3 separate regions of the Rattus norvegicus genome follow, and all the other regions are linked to region 3. Evidence: chromatin contacts called from public Hi-C data. All regions are on one chromosome and are shown on one strand. Each heading gives the region's core, a stretch centred on a gene start, on an enhancer-like site or on the middle of the called end of the contact. The rest is flanking DNA. Distances are from core to core; before and after follow the strand shown.

Evidence for each region. Hi-C and Micro-C count contacts between places; a contact is called where the count stands out from the background.
Region 1: a Hi-C map of liver shows a contact between it and region 3, with 4 times the contacts expected there. The contact joins two enhancer-like sites. A contact is called at or near these places in 2 of 12 Hi-C or Micro-C datasets (kidney and liver).
Region 2: a contact with region 3 is called in a Hi-C map of liver, with 6 times the contacts expected there. The contact joins two enhancer-like sites. A contact is called at or near these places in 4 of 12 Hi-C or Micro-C datasets (hepatocytes, kidney and liver).

The regions. Positions count from the first base shown.
Region 1 is chr7:33,448,189-33,452,207 of GRCr8, reverse strand. No RefSeq gene overlaps it. Among named protein-coding and RNA genes, the nearest start is that of Btg1, 220 kb to the right of the region's middle. Within about 2 kb of position 1,322, at least 8 of the 93 cell types and tissues checked have an H3K27ac peak or open chromatin away from gene starts, as enhancers often do. A contact at or near this core is called in liver, where this site is marked.
Region 2 is chr7:33,351,593-33,355,601 of GRCr8, reverse strand. No RefSeq gene overlaps it. Among named protein-coding and RNA genes, the nearest start is that of Btg1, 130 kb to the right of the region's middle. Within about 2 kb of position 1,796, at least 1 of the 93 cell types and tissues checked has an H3K27ac peak or open chromatin away from gene starts, as enhancers often do. A contact at or near this core is called in liver, where this site is marked.
Region 3 is chr7:33,792,601-33,796,910 of GRCr8, reverse strand. No RefSeq gene overlaps it. Among named protein-coding and RNA genes, the nearest start is that of U2l1, 41 kb to the left of the region's middle. Within about 2 kb of position 2,635, at least 15 of the 93 cell types and tissues checked have an H3K27ac peak or open chromatin away from gene starts, as enhancers often do. A contact at or near this core is called in liver, where this site is marked.

The sequences.
Region 1 (4,019 bases), core at 73-2,572, 340 kb after region 3:
TTAATGAGTCACTTATTGACATAAATACTTGTTCTTAGGATTTGCCCAAACCTATCCTTGCTTATTCCTGGTTAGAATGTAAAATCGTTGAAACACTGGAGGAAAAGAAAAAAAAAAAAAAAAGCCAAGTTTCAACTAAAGTTAAACATGGAATTTTTTTTTTTACCATGGGACCCACCAAATTCCACCCCTAAGCACACACCAAAAATCACTGGAAACAGATGTTCAAATAAAACTTGGTGTACCAACAGCCATAATGGCGCTTTCAGGGTAATAACCTGCAGGTGGAAACTACGCAAATCACATCAACAGATGAATGGATATAAAAAAAAATAATGTGGCCTGCCCACACAGTAGAATAGTATTCAACTATTAAAAGGAAGGAAGGCATGAGGCGGGGTTCATGCCACAACATAAATGAACTCAGGCTTCATAGGAACGAAGCAGGCACAAAAAGTTAGAGACTGAATTTAGTTTAATGTATTTGAAATTTTCAGAATAGGCAGATCTCTAAAGATGGCAAGATTAGGGGTTTGCAGGAACGAGGGCGAAGGGGGAGTTAGAACTGATTGCTTAGTGAGTAATAAACTTCCCTTTGGGCATAAAGAAACAAGTGGGGGCGATAACACTGCAATTTCCGGCATGTTCTTAATGCCTCTGACTCGTATCCTTTCAATGGTGAAAAACGACAAGCCTTACCTGACATTTTAGACAATGAGTGGATATCTGTCTCGTTTCCCAAAACCTCTCTTGGGCCCGTGGAAATTTTTCTGCGGTACTCACGGAAATGGGTCAACGGTTTGCCCTTGTGGGAAGGAACCCAAGTCTCTGATTGCACCAAGCAAAACTGGTCAGCTGTTTTACAAGGAAAACAGCTGGCACCGAAGCCCAGGCTCTTTAAAGAGCTGGGAACGGAGCCTCCTCCGCAGGGTGAGTTCAAGCTGAAGAGCTGTGATTCCCTGCTTGCCAGGTTGTGTGGGCCACACCCAGCTACTAATAAGTTGTTCCAAACTTTACATGCCCCATCTTAATAACTAGCTCTTCTCCCACCTTGGAGGTTCCCATAATCATGTGGCTACTCAAATGAGAAGAGCAGAAACCACTGGCAATTTGGAGACGAGACAGAGTCCAGAAAAGGAAGCAAAGTCAGGAAAATATAAATTTAACTTGAGGTGTTCCATGAGCACAAGGCAGAGGCTTAGAATGAGGGCTTGTTCTAAATGTCCAAATGGAGAAAATAGTAGTGTCCCTGGAATGGAGCCATGTGGGGAAAGAAATTTCTAGAGCAGAGGCTAGACTCTGGTGTCCTGGATACATGCCAATTTATGACAGCATTTGAAACTTTTGCAATGGTAGGAGGAGACTTTGGTCTATCTGGTGACAGCTAGTAAGGAGAGCTGTCTGGGGTCTAAAACTGAGAAAGCAAGCTACAAGTAGCAAAAGCTAGAAACAGCAGCTTCCTCTATCCTGAAAATGCCAGTTAGGAATGCTAGCTTTTAAGGTCAAAGATGGTCGTGAGACAGCAGAAATAAAACGCAAGTATTGGAAGGTAGGCAGGAGCCAAGCTCTCTCTCTCTCTCTCTCTCTCTCTCTCTCTCTCTCTCTCTCTCTCTCTCCACTCAAAGTCTTGATATGGCAATTTTAAGCAGGAAAAATTACACCGTATCATTTAGTTTAATAAAATACTATTCTCTGGTCACATTATAGAAGACAAACAGACTGAAGGAATCTTGGAGCAAAAAGAGGAACATTGCCAGGGCAATAGTGACTCTCAAATGTTGCTGGTCCAGACCAAGGAAGAAAAGAATGGAAAATTCTATGAGGCACACTACTGGATGGAATGTAGGGAAGGGGAGAGAATGGCAGAGTAAAAGCTTACTGCTAGTTCAAGCAGAAGGTCACCTCATAAGTTCTGCTACAATAAACAAACCCAGTGTATGCCCTGTAGAGCTTCTCATGAGGTTTGCCCAACGGTTGCATCTAAGGTCATATTAACCAGTCCAGATGTGCTAGGGGCATGTATTCTATTTCTTTTTCCTTTTAACTTTTTTCACATTTATTTTATCCAATATAGAATAGCACTCGGGAATGAGTTTCCATACTGTGCATTAATCCGTGCATACGTTGTGTAATGTTTAAACACGTCTTCTCAAACATTGGTCATCTCTTTATAGTGAAAAGCTTCAAACTCGCTTCATGCAGCATTTTTAAAAGCGAGATCTCAGCCGCCCTCCCAGTGGGTCTTTTACCCATACAACTAACTGAAACATGGGTTTTCTATATCTTGCCTATGGAAAAAGAGTAGCACGATGGATTGTGTGTCTTGACTGGCAGTAAGGCAGAACATTTATTCTTGTATGCACTAGCCCCTGTCTTCTGTATGTCTGCCTATCGTGTGTCTGTCTTGCTACTTTGTGAAGTCTCATGACTGACCTCTGGAAAAGATTGGGCATCCTTTAACATTCTTGGCACTGGCTGTCTGTGCTTTGGACTACTCGCTGCCTGACCCTACCTGCCCTTGGGGGTTGGAGGTGAGATGGCCCGGATTCAAAGACACTGACTCCAGAAGCAGGTAAAAGCTTGTCTGTCTACTGCTGCAAGCTCCTTTAATACCCTCTACCTGGGCCCTTTGGTCCTAAGAAAGCATCTCATATAAACAGCAGCTTCCAATTAGCTGACATTGTTCACATCAGCAATCCTTGGTCTCTCAGGCAGTCTTCAACTAGGTCCTCCTGCAGATGCCTTTGTAGCTGTGTGCCCCTGGTGTTTTTGTAGATGTGGCTGCCCCTGGTCCTCCTAGAGGCACTGTCACCAGAGTTCACAGAGTAAGTGATCTCACTCTTCCTGCTCACTTGGCCTCCCTTTGGTTGTCAACCTGACAAGATCTAAAATCACCTAGAGCATAGTGTTTTGGGCCTATGTATGAGAGAGCTTCTAGATTGTGTTAACTGAATTGGGAAGACCCTCTGTGAATGTGGGAGGCCCCTTTCCTTCCTCTAGGCTGAATTTAGGGAGAATGAACTAAGCACCATTTTTCTTATGAAGTAGGGACCAGCTGCTTCACTCCTCCTGCCAGCTTCTCCCTAGCATAACGAACTGCACTCTCAAACTGAGCAAGAACAAACCCTTCCTTGCTTTATACACGAATGCTGTCACACCAATGGGAAAAGTTACTAGCATACTCTCAATTCTCTGCCTCTCATGCCTTCTTGCCTTCCAATTTCTGACTGGGAAATCCAATTTCCCACAGTGCCCCAAGTGGTCTCTTGCATTTGCTCTTCTATTTCTTCCCTAAGCATTCTAAAGTCTCGGTATTCAGCTGTGGATGTTCAAGCCAATGGCTCCAGTTATCTACTCTATATTTTCTTGTCTACATCCAGTAGACACCGTCATTATAATATGTCTGACGTGCAGAACCAGCTAGTCATTTCCCACGGCTTTATCTGCCTCCATGTTACTATTTCTACCAATACAGGCAACCATCTGGGTCACGGAGCTCTATCTTTCTGTATTAATTTATTCATCTTTAGAAGGCACACTAATAGGATCCAGCTTGTGTCTACTCGGTCCTGTACTTCTCTCTCCTTAGCCCCGCACCCCTCCCAAGTCCTGTTGGTAAATTCTATGGGACTGCTTATGTGGGGAAAACTTTCAGATCTATCATCACCTTCCTTTCCTGAGTCTGCTTCTCAGCTCCTATTTCCTCCGTCAATTTGTTATGTTTCATCCCTCACCTCACTGAACTCTTGGTCCTCACAACTGGTAGAGTAAATCATCCCACGGCATGGATCTGACCATGTGGCTTCCCTCTCTAGAAAACCACCGTTGGTAGCCCTCCAGCCAGAAATCCCAGTCTCCCTTCCAACACTCCACAGACTACATTGTTTGGTGTTCTGTCAATTTGTCCTGGAGAGATATGAACAAAATCTCTATCCATACCAGATAAGCTGCTAATAACAACAACAACAACAACAACAACAAAATAAATAGTAACACTTGTACTCAAGCCTAGATCAGCA
Region 2 (4,009 bases), core at 547-3,046, 440 kb after region 3:
ATAATAATATTCAGAGAACACCTGGCCAGGTTATTCAAGACATTTTGCTTGCACTGGACATTGTTTGCTTTTATACAGGAAACAATTCAGTGTTTAAACAAAAGTGTGGGCTGGACAGTCTAGAACTCTTTCAAGGACTCAAAGGTAAATATCATATTATTACCCTTAGACTTTGGCAAGAAGCAATTTTCCAAGGTGCCATTGAAACTCTTGTCATACTTCAGTCACCCAGAGCTTACCTCAGGAGCATCCTTTACTCCAGACACTCACGTAGCATATGCTCACTGACAGTGGATGGAGAAAAATGGACGACTAGAAGAATAAAGTCTAAGTATAAATCCCTCCCACAGTAAGGCAGAGATCTGATATATATATTATTTGCCTTCTGGAGCCAAGAACATGTTTAGATCTCCGAGGTTTGGCCTTGTCTCAGCCTGAATCATCTGACTCAAAGCAGTGACAAGAATTATCTTTAAGGCCTTCTCTTCCCACCCATCACACACACACACACACACACACACACACACACACACACACACACACACACACACTTTATACCACTCTGTGTTGGAGCTAATCAGCTGTGAGAATGTAACCAATCATCTCTTTTGCTGCACCTAAAATTTTCTCACAAAAACCATGAAAAACTTGGCATGAGCTGTGTAGTATGTTCCTTGCAAGGGCAAAATACCCTGGGCCATTTTATTGCTCCAGATTTGTTTGTACTCAAAACTAAACAAGAGCCAATACGTGTCCCAGGACAGAGAGATCTGACCTAGTGATAATGCACACATCAGAGGACGCTCCAAGTCAAATATAAAGATACCCATGGATGTGCATGAATCACGGGTGTTGAGCAAGACAGCAACAATCGCACTGGCAACACAGAACCAGACAGATCTCGAGAAGTTGGAATAAGCAAGCTCCCAATGAACAGACTGCAAGCTGTCAGAAATATTAACAAGGAATGATCTTTCTCTTTAGCAAAATATTGCCTACTTCTCCTGCATAGGCAATGAAATTGGAACTAGAAACTTGGAGAGCGGTTTGGGCAAAGTAAGTCACCAATTCTTTAGTCTATGAACACTGCATTGCCTCAGGAAAATCATGAATCATAGCGTGGATTTAGCTCGTACTATGCAAGGATGCTAACTCTAACCTTAACCTTAATCCACACGAGAACGAAAAGGATGTTTTATAGATCAATGAAGTTCTTAGATTTTACATTATAATCTCAAAAGGAGAAGTCCATGATAAAAATCAGTAGTTCTCACCAATGGATAAAAACAGTTTACCTTAAAGAATGGAGGAATAGCCATGTCTGATAGTACACACTTGTCTTCTCAGAACTCAAGAGAATAAGGCGGGAGGATCAAGAGTTTGAAACTACACAGCAAGAAATCTCCAACTCACAAGTCAAATAACAGGAATGCAGGAAGCCTTCTTAAAATAGTGCATTTGATGGAAAACATGTTTGGCCAGGCAGAGAGTGATATATGCCTGTGATTGCAATACACAGGAAGAAAAGGCAGGAGCCAGCTTGGACTACATTACAAGATTTCAACACAGAACTTCCTAATACACTATTAGTTAATCTTTGTACTGGTTAAAATGTCAAGAAATTTAGTAATGCTATTCCAGAAAATGGTGTGGCTGTCAATTAAACATGTGGGAAAATATCGATTTCGCTAAAGAGACGTATAAAGTCCTTTTGAAGTGAGTACATTTAAAGAAACTTGTTTTGGGCAATGCCACTTGCATCATGGGTCCTGGCTCTCCTCCACGCCATCATAGCTTTTCAGAAGCCACTAGCACCAGTGCAATTTGTCCTGGTGATGCACTCTTTGCCACTGGACAGAGCATACACAAGAAGTGAAAACCAGGGTTAGAATTTAACTGTTGGTTTGGGGTGTGTGTGTGTGTGTGTGTGTGTGTGTGTGTGTGTGTGTGTCTGTCTGTCTGTCTGTCTGTCCAGAAAGGAGCAAAAGGCAGACTGAACAGACATTTCTACCTATCCCAATTACTCTGATGAAATCAAATAAATGCACAATTTCATAAGAGCATTGGAAATCAGAAGGAATGGTGAACCACCTCAAAGTCAGAACTGTGAAACCCAGGAACTGGCGCAGAAAGACTCATAGGCAAATAGCTCAGAGTGGATGGTGAGGAGCACTTCAGGCAGGAAGGTCACGGACAACTTCTATCTAGGACTAAGTGGTACTGCGCACTTAGAGTTAGTATGCTGGTCTACCAAACGGCCCCTCTGTGTCCTGAGGTAAGTGAGAAAAAGAACAGTTAGCCCAGAAATGACAGCAGTTAACTGTGGCTCAGACCAAACAGACATGGTCCACCAGTCACTCAGTGGCACCCTTGAGACCATCTGCAATTCAGACCTCCTCCTACCAGGGTCTCTGTCTCATCCTCGTTGTCACAGCAGACAAGATCTTAAAACCCGAATCAATATGCATTGAAATACATGTCCCAATAAAAGTAAGAAGCCAAGAGAAGAAAATATTCCACATAAAAAAAATTAAAGACGCGATTCAGTTTCAACCATTTTAAATCACTGATGCAGAGTATAAAGTTATTATTTTATTATAATTCAGAATTAAAATTTCAAATGATCTCAAATTTGTAGTTGGTGAAGCATAAGAAAATGAATGTGCCCTTCATTTTGTTTTTTGAGAAACCTATAAATGCTGATAAACTCTGTAGTCAAAACTAATTATGTTGAAAAACCTTATGAGGTTAAGAGTAAAGCTTCCAGATAAACAGAATAGATTAAATTCTTGTTTATTTTGTTTCCTTTTGAGATATTACTAAAAGAATTCAAGGGAAATTAAACATACACACAGGCACGAAGTCTGAGTGAGATGGCACCAGGCCTTGAGAGTCTTCTCTCTACCTGGAGCTGTGTGATTGCCTCTAGTGTACCTGAAGAGGAAAGGAAAACAGAGGTCCGCAACATCAAATTTGAAAAGTTCTGTGCTCATGGAACATGATGCGCCATGGATACATCAAATGAAATCTCCATTCAAAGGTTTGTGAAGCCCATCAACTGCAGCAGGATTCCCTACCTGCCCTTTCCCGCCCCGCCCCGCCCCGCCCCTAAGGTAGGGTTTCTCTGTGTAACACTGCCTACCCTGAAACTGGCTTGGTTTACCAGTCTGGTCTTAAAATCACAAAGATTTCGCTCGCTATTGCTTCTATATGCTAGCGGTAAAGGCGTGCACCATCGTCCGAGGTAGCAACAGGATTCTTGATCCATTTCGTCCAATAGTAGAGATGGAGACGTCTTCTCTGAGATGGTGTGAGAACCAAGAGAGAGAGCTGAATACAGCCAGTACACACACATGGTGCTGTTAAGTGAATCCACTATCATTTATGCATTTTGAGGGTCTGGGTACCTCCTCTGACTTAGTTAGACCTAAGCCAAAGTAATGGGTATGCATTTGTAATACCACCCTTTGAAGCCTTCAATAAACACTTACTCCCTAGGAAACCAAGAGGTTAGTAAGACCTGGCCTAACACTCAGGAGACTAAGGCAAGAAGGGGGGGTCTCAGCAGGTCTGAGGCTAGACCTGTGTTAAAACGTAAGACCCTGCCTCAAAAATATTTTTGTTTTAGCCTCCACATACAATATTCAGTCAGCTATTTAGAGAATCCCATGGGTCACCAGAGATTTAAAGGACGCTTCCAACACAGAAAGGAAAGAAAAAAAATAAAGCAAAATGCAGATGAACCTGACAACACAAGAGAAGAAAGCCTTTGTGGTGGCAGAGTGATGGCCTAACACACAAATGGCATTGGGTTCCATCTCTAGCACTTCAAGAAGAAAAGAAAACTGTGCTTAAAGAACAACATTGGGTAGCATTAAGTATCCATTAATAAGAATAAGATGTTAGATGTTTTTTAAAAATGAAACTAGTTCAAATATAAGAAGGAATTCTTTTTGTAGGAGAAACGTTTTTTTAAAAAGAATCACAAGCTTGTGGAGATCACACGAGA
Region 3 (4,310 bases), core at 1,386-3,885:
ATACACATTAAGACTCCCTTCCCTTGGGGGTTGGGGATTTAGCTCAGTGGTAGAGTGCTTGCCTAGCAAGCGCAAGGCCCTGGGTTCGGTCCCCAGCTCCTAAAAAAAGAAAAAAAAAAGACTCCCTTCCCTTTTTCCTACAGCTTTCCACTCACCAACCCCTTCCTGCATTGACACACATTTCTGAAAAGAGACTTCTTGTCACCCAGGTTATCCCTTGTGCTGGTCTTTCCACAGTATCCACACTGCAGAGACGAATCATGTCATTGTTCTGAAATGTAAAACAGGGGCTTAGATGATGAGATATCAAAAAGAAAAGAAACTTTCTGAAAGCTCTATTTGTCATTGTTGGTGGTGGTTGTGCGTGTGTCTGCGTGTGTCTGCGTGTGTCTCTGTGTGTTTACTTCTAAGGATAGCTATGAGGATTTTTGGAAAAGAAAGGAACTCTTTATTAAAAGTCACTTTTATGCCCTTTATGCATTTTATTAGTTTCTTACTTGACTGGAGAAAGGGACAAATATTTTCATTGTACCAGAGGCCATGGACTACCGGTGGGTAAGCAGCAGCCTGACATCCAGCCCTCTATATTCGCAGAATACGGGAATATGGCTCTCTCAGTACATCTGTTGTTTTCAGAAAACACACAAACAGGGTTAAGACATTTTGTTTGCTTGTTTGCTTTAGGAAAAATATACATACCGATGCTGGCACGGGGTTAGTACAAAAGGTGCTGTGCACTTAGAATTCCTCAGAGTAATAGCTTCTAGTACTCAGTTATGTTATTAGTCTTAAGCTTGCATTTCAATTAGACTGTCCCCCCCACCTCTGAGGCTGAGTTGCAATACCCACTGATTTCCTCTAGAGGGAGACTGGAGCAGCAATACACAAGAACGGTGTTTTTAAAAAAAACTGGGTCAATTAGAGTAACCCTGAAGATATTTTTTTTTCATGACAGAAAACCATGATTTTACCAAAAGCTCCATAAACCGAACCACAGAACGGTTACTTGCAATACGTGTCTTCTCCGTGTGACAGAGTCACCCTTTGTAATATGAAGGAATGTGGCTTCGGTTTGCTTTCAATACTAAAGTAATAAGGAATAAAAAATCTTGGGCACAGACATCATTTCACTCACTTTACCCACTATAACTTATAAAGATGTCTCTATGACATTACAAATGACAAGCTCGTTAAAAAATGTATAAAGCTGTCGATTTGAGTTGCAGTCTTTATGAGTTAATGTGGATGCCCCTCGGCCCCCCCATTCCCACCCCCGACTGAGCATACATGCAAGGTACCATAAGTGAAGCAGGCATTCTGCAGAATGAGCTACTCGGTACGTAAAGACACTGCCTAGCATCTCACACCATGATGACCATCCCTCTTCTCTGTACCATTTCCCAGGGATAGCCAGCACTTGGCTGACAGGATCCAATCCTTTTAACTTCAGAGGCTTGATTTAAAAAAAAAAAAAAGCACTGTTTTAAGCATTCGTGTGGCTTGTCCGGAGCTGCCATCAATGGTAGCCACCCAGTTACTATAAATCCTATAAGCATCAAAGGGAGCCAAGATCAGCAGCTTCTGGTATAAAGGCTTCTACAAGACGGCAATGGTGATAGGAAATCCTCCTGTTCATCGACGTGGAACCCAGACCCCCACCCCCACCTCGATGATACAGTGACATCATTGGTCAGCGGCATTGGCCTATTTTCTGTACTGCTTATGGTGGATTGGAATGGATAGAAATAAACATCTTATATAACAGGCAGGCTGTGCTTTCTGTCTTTTTCTCCCCACCCAAGGAGATTTTCCCAGCGTGAATTCTGCCTGTACAATTAACATTGCCCAAATTTCAGCTGAAAAAAATCTGTTAAGGTTTTAAGCAGATTAACAAATACAGCCCATGGATGCTGGCTCCTATTCCTTCTCCTATACATGCATGAACACACACACACACACACACACACACACACACACACACACACACACACACACACAGAGAGAGAGAGAGAGAGAGAGAGAGAGAGAATCTCTACTTCTGCCTCCCACCATCGCCTCCAAACCCCCTGTAATCAAAACAGCTTTTTATCAAGAGACAAGCAAAGCAAGCAAGTTAAATTGAAATTGGTCTTGGAACAGTTGAAACAAAAATAAAAGATTGCAGATTAGAGCTATTGTCCCATCCCAGAGATACAAAGCAGAACCCCCTCTGTGCTTATTTTCTTGGCAGTGAAACAGACAAACCAAAGATTACGAAAGGATACACCCTGCCCTAGTAGCCTTCAGCATCATGAAGAGTACAACCCTAGAACCAGGCATGTGCAATTGTGATTTGTAATGATTAACCAAGATTCTCTGAACTTTGTCTCATAAATCTTGCTTTGTGTGGAACGGTTTATGAATCTTTGAACTTGAGCATTTTATTGTAGAGGCTGCTTCTGAAGAAATTATATACAAATGAGCCTTCAGTATGATTTTGCTGATTCTAGTACAATAAGTCAGAGACAGCAAAGAGCTCAGGGGAGGGGAGAGGGGAGCGGAGGGGGAGGGAGAGGAGGAAGTGGTTGAACAGCCTGGTGGAGACTCATTTGAAATCAGCAACATGATTCTGTTAGGAAGAAGGAGGTTAACTGACCTAGTGGACTTTGTTGGTGAAATCATTGTGCGGTCCTGATTCAGTCAATATTTGAACCTCACATATATTCCTAGTACATGGCAAATACTGAAATAATCTGAATAATGTGGAGTTGAACTTGTCCTGTGAGGATTTTTTTCAGTATTAATTTGTAGTTCAAGATGGGAACACAATTGGGAGTGAATTCCGGGGGTATATGACGGATTAAAGGGAGTCAGAAAGATTGCACATGGCAGAGGACCAGAATATCTGCTGAGTGATTGTGTCTTCTAGAAGCTTCACCCACAACACACCAACAGTATGGCTACCTAAACAAGGGATGAATGAGGACACTACCAGCAGATATTGTACAATGGAAGAAGGAAATCTCACAGGGACACATTGTATCCCTAGTCGAAAAATTACAGGCTACTAAGGAATTGTGTAAGTGGTAGAATCAGTCATCCCCAAGAATTGGATGACTCCTAATGGGCTATGCAATACTGAGCAGCCTTCCTTGAAATCATATACATGCACACAACACTAAAGAGACCCAGCAGGTTTATTTATATATTTAAAGATATGTGTAACAATAACATTTTTTTTAAAAGAAGCCATACATTTTAGAAGGAGGGAGGGTACTGGTGGTGTTGGAGGTAGGGAGGAGAAAGAGAAAATGACACAAATATATCTTAATTAAAAAAAAGTTAAAAAGATAATCTGTTCTTTACTTGTGGGATGGTATCACAGGTATCACAAGGTAGAATGAGGCCTGTCATTGGATGAGAAGGAAGGATGGGCAGGAGAAAAGTTTGAAGGAAGAGGAGGAGGGAGAGAGTAGGTAGGGACAATATGGCAGTTGACATTAAGATTCCTTGCTGTACCTTTACAGATTGTTATAAATGTTCTTAAGGGATGGACGTGTACTGGGCTTTGTGTGTTTAGGTGAGCAATTATATCTTATCAATTGGATCAAAGATTATTGTGTTGTGTGTTCTTTCATGTGTAGATTTAAGTGTAAGGGAGTGTGGAGCAACTCGTCTGGGCTGCCATGTTGAGTCACGTGATGTCTCAAGCAGCGGCACTGCGGTGTAGACTTAGTGGGGATAAAAGATACCCCTTTATTTTTATATTTTGACAACAGCATTTCCTGTCTGGAGAAAAAAAGATCACAGAGTGCCCATCCTATGTGGGAGCCATTTTAAAGAGATTAAATTTAACTCTCTATTCATTGCTGCATGTTCTACCTGTTTGGTCAGCAAAGTCAGTCCTGTGCAAGTGTATATCACAATGTTATCCATTTTGAGGTGTGTACCTGGGTGCAAAGGTAACTAACTCGCTATTAACAATACACACTGTAATAGTGTATGCATTTTTCTTGACCTTACATCCATGACACCAAGAATCCACCACATTCGTACTCGGCTCTGCAAATTCAGAGAGCTAGTGAAACAGTAAAGGTTCATATTTAAATATCACCTTTAGTTTTTTCCATCCATAAGAAGCTAAATAATATATTAGACTTCACTCCTTAGAAGACAATGATGTTTTTTTTCTTTATTAAAACGTTTTATTTTACATTCCAAAAGTGGCCCCCCCTTCCCAGTCCCCCTACCCTGAGTTCTTCATCCCAACCCCCAGCGCTGAAAGAGTGCGCCTCCACCCAACCACCCCCACCAGCATTCCCTCTTCTCTG